Regions from separate parts of the Mus musculus genome. Here region 2 is linked to region 1. The links are chromatin contacts, called in public HiChIP or PLAC-seq maps. All regions are on one chromosome and are shown on one strand. The core of a region is the stretch at or near the end of the contact, and the rest is flanking DNA. Distances in the headings are between cores, read along the strand shown. Region 1 has its middle 89 kb from the start of Snx10. Region 2 has its middle 57 kb from the start of Gm38811.

The links. HiChIP or PLAC-seq counts read pairs in DNA pulled down with a chosen protein or histone mark.
Region 2: an H3K4me3 HiChIP or PLAC-seq map of embryonic basal ganglia shows a contact between it and region 1, with 2.9 times the contacts expected there. The contact joins two enhancer-like sites. A contact is called at or near these places in 1 of 39 promoter capture datasets (cranial neural crest), 18 of 484 Hi-C or Micro-C datasets (B cells, LSK cells, bone marrow-derived dendritic cells and 7 more) and 19 of 115 datasets of contacts at active chromatin or transcription factors (T-cell acute lymphoblastic leukemia, bone marrow-derived macrophages, a colorectal cancer cell line and 10 more).

Annotation. Positions count from the first base shown.
Region 1 is chr6:51,611,117-51,614,138 of GRCm38.p6, reverse strand. No RefSeq gene overlaps it. Among named protein-coding and RNA genes, the nearest start is that of Snx10, 89 kb to the right of the region's middle. Within about 2 kb of position 1,483, at least 172 of the 459 cell types and tissues checked have an H3K27ac peak or open chromatin away from gene starts, as enhancers often do. A contact at or near this core is called in embryonic basal ganglia, forebrain and neural progenitor cells, where this site is marked.
Region 2 is chr6:51,766,431-51,769,452 of GRCm38.p6, reverse strand. No RefSeq gene overlaps it. Among named protein-coding and RNA genes, the nearest start is that of Gm38811, 57 kb to the right of the region's middle. Within about 2 kb of position 1,487, at least 110 of the 459 cell types and tissues checked have an H3K27ac peak or open chromatin away from gene starts, as enhancers often do. A contact at or near this core is called in embryonic basal ganglia, forebrain and neural progenitor cells, where this site is marked.

The DNA of each region.
Region 1 (3,022 bases), core at 234-2,733:
GGGACTCCCCCAGGCCAGATCATTTGCAGCGCGCGGTGCCAATGCATACTCCGGGAGCCCTTACTCTGCTGCCTGTGCGTGATGAGGAACAATACACACCAAAAGTACTTACGAAATAGTCACAGCACATACACAGTATTCACTTTTCTAAATGACATGTCAGTGAGTTTAGCGTGGGACAAATAACCCCTAAACGGCACAAAACACTCCTAGAAGCCAACATAGCACACCATGAGACCGTGGCATGACTGCGGGCACGCCTACTGTAAACAAAGGAAAGAACGCATACCCATTAAGCCACGGGCTACGGGCTCAGGCTCCGCTGTGTATTGTCAGGAGGTTCCCCACCCCGACAACCAGTTCTGATGACTGTCCTTTTCCCTGCCCAGTTTCAACCCATCTGCAGAGGAAGAGTGGGTGGTACAATCAGAGCTAGAAAGTTCCTTGGGTCTTGCACCTCCATACCAACACTGCCCAACAGAAATAGAATATCAGTCACAGACATAATTGTAAATGTTGTTCTCAGCCACACAGCTCTAAAGAATAGAAAGCAATATTTGACTATAACACTCTATTTTATTTCACACACTATATCGAGAATATGAGCCTTTCAACATCCAATCAGTACTTTACAACAACGACCGAGAAAGTTCACTCTCTTTCCCTCACACCTTATCTTTGCAGGATTTGGACCACACTGTAGGTCCCAGATGGCCTGATGGGCAGCTGGGAAATGAATACCAGGTGGGTAAGGGGTCATGTCTTCCTTTGCCCATCTAGACAGTGTGCCTGTCTTTCTTCTTCCTTTCCTTATCAAGACTGCTAGTGTTTTCATGGTGGCCTGGGCCGGTAGGTCCGATATGGGTTTTGTAATCATAAACATGCTCATAAATACGTATTCAGAAAGACAAGAGGACAGTCCTTTGGGCCCCACAGCTAAACGCCAGCTTTAGGTCATCTCCTTGCAGCTGAAGCTGAAGGTGATCAAGGATGCCAGCAGAGAGAGAGAGAGAGAGGGGGGGGGGTGCAGAAAGGACTTCAATGTGAAGATGGTTGGTTGTGCATCCCCGGGGTCGCAGGGTCACTAGACCTAGGGGCGGCCTCTGATCTGAGACTAGGAGTCTCATCAGAGACACAAAGGGGAGGGAGGGGTGTGACAACGGAGACAAAGCGGCTGGGAAGAGAGAGATGCGAGCACTGGCGGCGGCGGCGCAGCCCCGGGACTCAAGGGACGGCCGGGGCGGGGGCGGGGGATGGCAGGCGACACGGCAGGCGATTTGAATATCAGGCTCTGCCACACTCGGGGCGCCGCTGACAACTTCATTACCTCCGCATATAAAAATGACTGCCGGGGAATGCAAATGGCTCGCGCGTCTCGACCGCCTGCCCCCGCTCCGCCGCGGGGCTGCGGGCCCGGAGCCGCCACCGCGCCGGGGTAATGAGCGGCCCAAGGCGCCTCCTCCCCGCTGGCTGGCAGAGCCTGGACGGCGTCTAGGGCGTTGCCCAGGCTCCGCCGTGTCTCCCGTGCCTGACGCTCCGCTCTCATGAGAGCAGTGTTCCTAACCTTGAACCCTGATGGCGCGGGTCCTGCCTATGCCCAGGTCACCACCCCGGAGGGCACACGACCTCAGCCTTAAAGAGGGTTCCCATCTATGCAGCTGGGAACGTGGAACTACATGCTGCTCCTCAGCCTTTCAGATCCTGCTGCCACCCGGAGGACACGGAGGCACCTGCAGGACCACCTCCCTAATCCATCCTCCAGATGGGAAACTAAGGCAAACGGAAAAACAGTATTTACTGGCGCCTTTGTCCTTTGGTACGGAAAAACCGAGGTCTCCCTCCTTAGCAAGAAGTCACACCTTGTGACAACTCCCATGGAAGGCCACCATGACAATAATTGAGCGCACCTTCGAGGCTCTCTCTATGTGAAGTGCAAGGCAATGCCACCTGCTTTCCTCGACACACACACAACCTATGGCTGTCCTGGAAACTGCAGCTTTAGCTAAGCCTGGAAAGAAACCCAGGGTAATCCAGCTAGGAAAGCTGTATATTCCCACCACCCTGGAAGTTTACTTTCTGGAGCCCTTCCTGCAGTACAGGACCTACCTACCACTTTACCCTCCCTCTCCCACTGCAACCAGAGATCAACACAAGCAATCTCTGCCTTCAGGGATCAAGTCCTTGCCATGTCCAAGGATTGGTTTTGAAAAGAGTGCGTCACCAGTTCTAACCAACACCATTTGAAGAGACATCAGTAGGAAGAGCCAGGGAAACAGGAACTTCTTGTCCTAAGAAAGTGGAAGAGATTTCCATTACTCAGCTGGGTGTGTGTGTGTGTGTGTGTGTGTGCGTGTGTGTGTTTTGCTTTGACCTAGTAACTACAGAAGAGAACGGTAACAAAGCTGCCCTTTGTTGTGGAGAGGAGACTCCTTGGAGACTTACCAAGTTTTGTGTTCAAAAGCTACATAAGAATAAGGACTACAGCCTGGTGTTGAAGCCACCGAGACTTTAATTCCAGAACTCAGGAGGCAGAGGCAGACAGATCTCTGTGAGTTCAAGGCCAGCCTGGTTTACAAACCAAGTTCCAGGACAGCCAGGGCTGTTATAAAGAGAAACCCTATCTTAGATAGATAGATAGATAGATAGATAGATAGATAGATAGATAGATAGATAGATAGATAGATAGATAAATAGATAGATGATACGGACATACAGACATACATACACAGACAGATGCTACAGAACAAAAGAATAAGAAGGAGAGAGAGGGAGAGCAAGAAAAGAAAGTAAGATTTTTTTTTTACAGTTTCTTTTCTAATTGTGTGACTGTTTTCATTTTTAAAAAGCAAAGCTACACAAAATAGATACTATGTTTTATTAATTTTGGAGTTAAGTGGTATTAATCTCAAATATTTCTCTCTGCCAAGAAAAGAAACAAGAATTCCCCAGCAAGACTTCAAGACCCTCCATGGTCTTGAGCTAACCCAACCTTATTCTTCTACCACTGTGGTACCGGTATTGC
Region 2 (3,022 bases), core at 238-2,737, 160 kb before region 1:
CCATGTGCAATTGCTTACTACAGCCAGAGAGGGTTGGAACTAAATGCATCCTTACTAGAAGGGTTCAGCAATGGACCAGGGTTAAATACTCTTGTTTTGCTCCTCATTTTATTTGACAGTACCCTCCAGTCCCCAAAAGATTTAGCTTCTATTTTTTGTCTCTTGTTGAATGAACGTAGCCAGCCAAAACTAACTGTCCCATTCGAAGGATAAAGTAAGGGAGGTACAGTTGTTACTCCATTTGTGAGGTTGATGTTGGGATGGCCAACACTTAAGGGAGGCTGAAGGATCTCGTGGGTGGTAGGTCCTGAGACTCACAACTTAAGGAAGGGAAGATTCATTTGGTCTCCCAGTTTCAGAGGGTCTCAGTTGGTCCTCAAAGCATGCCCTGTCTGTACCCCAAATTCATTCCTTGAGCCTTGTAGGAATCCCTCAAGGAAACATGTTTATTATGCTGCTACCCCTTCCGTTCCATATTTGTGTAACATGAAATCCATTTTTTTACATCAGTTAGGGCAAATTTTCATCGCTTACATTTACTTGGGTCTGAAGTGACAGATATTGAAAGGGTCATCCTGTTTGTGTTACTGTCTGTTCTCCAGGGGGAAGCTACAGATAAGTCCCATTTCAAGTATTAGTTATCTTTTAGTAAATAAACTTCACACATCAAGTTATAGATTGGGCTTTATAGACGTAGTTCTGGCAGAATTTTCCAGAAGGGTCCTCTGAAACAAGATTTTCAAAGCAAGGAACCAGACATTACTTGTAAACGCTATAAATTTTACTATGTCAGATTTTCTAAAAGTATATATTAGTCCACAATGCCTTCGGGTTAACACACACACACACACACACACACACACACACACACACACACGTTCATAACCTCTGCATGGAAGTGTGTATAAATCAAACAACCACAGAAATCAGGATTTCAGAAGACAAATTCCAGACTTGGAGTGTCACTAGCTCAGGCTTGCTCTCAGCCTTCTGCTGTGGCAGGATCCAGCCCGAGGCACCACTTTCTTCCAGGTCCACCACCACAGTTATTTATTCCTGTTTTGATTCCACAGAAGTTTTAGCTGCCCTGAAAAGCTCGCTGCACTCGCCTTTGTCAGCTTTAACCATAGGTCTTCAGTCTCTGCAACATTGTAGTCCCTGCCTCCTGCCAGGAGGTCTGTTTGGACTGCTTTCCCTGCTCCAGGGGAGCAGAGATCCACAGCCTGGCAGGCAGCAGAAGGCTTCAGATGGCAGATAGAGCACGTGCCAGCCAGCAGCACAGCCACAGGCTTGCGGCTCTGTGCTCGCTGTCAGGGACACACGTGTGACATTTTTGTTATCTGGCAGGAAGTGTGTTTAGGTTAAACTGCAAGTGTCACTATGTCACGGACTTCTCTGCTGAGCCTGAGACAGGCACTCCCTATCAGTGAGAGCTGAGGCAGGCTGAGATCCGCTGTCTGTCCAAGCAGCCTGATTCCTGCAAGCTGTGGTGTTTCCAGGGCGGCAGCAGAAGCAGCCGCCAGGGCTGTGATCAGGACTCTGCTTGAGATGGTGAAGAACAAAGACAGCCACTAAAGACCCACGTGGAGGGAAGAGCGTGACAACATGTCCCACAACTTCAGGGGCGCATTTGCAACAACGGACAGTGTGCTGTTAATTAAAAGAGTTTAACTTGGGAACTAGACTGGCATAGTACACTACTTCCACTCTGGGAAATACACTCACAGGGAGCTAATAAATAATCCATGAATGGTAATCTTTTCAAGTCATTTCAAAGGCTTGGAGTCGCCAGCCTCAGTAATTGTGAATGCAGTGGCCCAAGCGCAACTCCATTAAAATCGAAAGGTGCAAACTGATTAAAGACACTCTATGTTTTTGATAGAAGTCTTAAATTCAAATGTCACATCATTTGTTTTTAGCAAATGGAGTAATTACAATAATATTTTCTTCATTTTTAAGGTCAGATCTCTTAAATTCTACGTGCCTGATTTAAATGCAGCCACAATTCCTTTCCTTGCCTGCCTTAATTAAATGTGTGTGTTGCTTCAAGGTAACAGCCGCTCATGTTTTTTCTGAAGTAGAAATAAATATTCCAGTTGTCTGCAAGGTTGGAAGGGAGAGTTATAACATTTCATATCAGATATTATTAATAAAACTGAAATTAACTTTATTTCCCACCTGCTAACTCATTCTTGCTGAGAAAACATAGGTCTTGTTAAAGCAGAGGTATTTTCTCCTGCCTTCGTGTATCTATTGCAATCTAATTTTTTTTTTAATTTACAGGTTCCTCAATAATTACATCAATCCTTTTTAATGGTCTTGTAGCTTAACTACCTGAAGAAAATTTTAAAAATGCTTTCCATCTTATGGTATTTGAACTGACACACACTTTCTAGGGCTTCGGAAAATACCAGAGAAGCTCCACATAGAGAACTATGTAAGATTTTATTGTTTCAAGTGACTCTGGCCCTTTAAATGAGCCAGGAAGGTGGGGATGTCGAGGAAGGGGAGGAACTTGTCTTGCTCACTATAAATTAAAAAGGTTTCCTTTTGCCTGTGTCCCAGCTGTCAGTCCTGGAGCAGAAGTTAATGATGGTGCCGGAAGCAGTCAATCCATTTGTTTAGGATGCTCCCCTGCTTTGCTGGACCCCAGACCTCCAGATGTACCATTCTTCTGTGCTGTCAAAATATTTTTCTCCTGAAAAACAACGGGATTAAGAGCAATTGAAGGAGCCAGGTGATGCCAGCTGGATAGGAAGGCCGGAGTCCAGCAGGGCAGGCCCCCCATCATGTTGTAACAAAGGTGTCTGGCAGGGTTACAAAGAAGCACCTTGCAAAATGTGTATCTGTAGGGAAGCCAATCTGAGTCAGGATGCAGGAGTTTGTCCCACAGTGATTCCAATGTGCTACCCTGGGGAGGAATCCCTGGTGTTTTAGGTTGCCTGTGAGCACAGAGAGTGAGGGTTGGAGCCAAGGACAGGTAGGGAAAGGCCAGGACAGGCAGCTTGTAAACAGAGTCTGC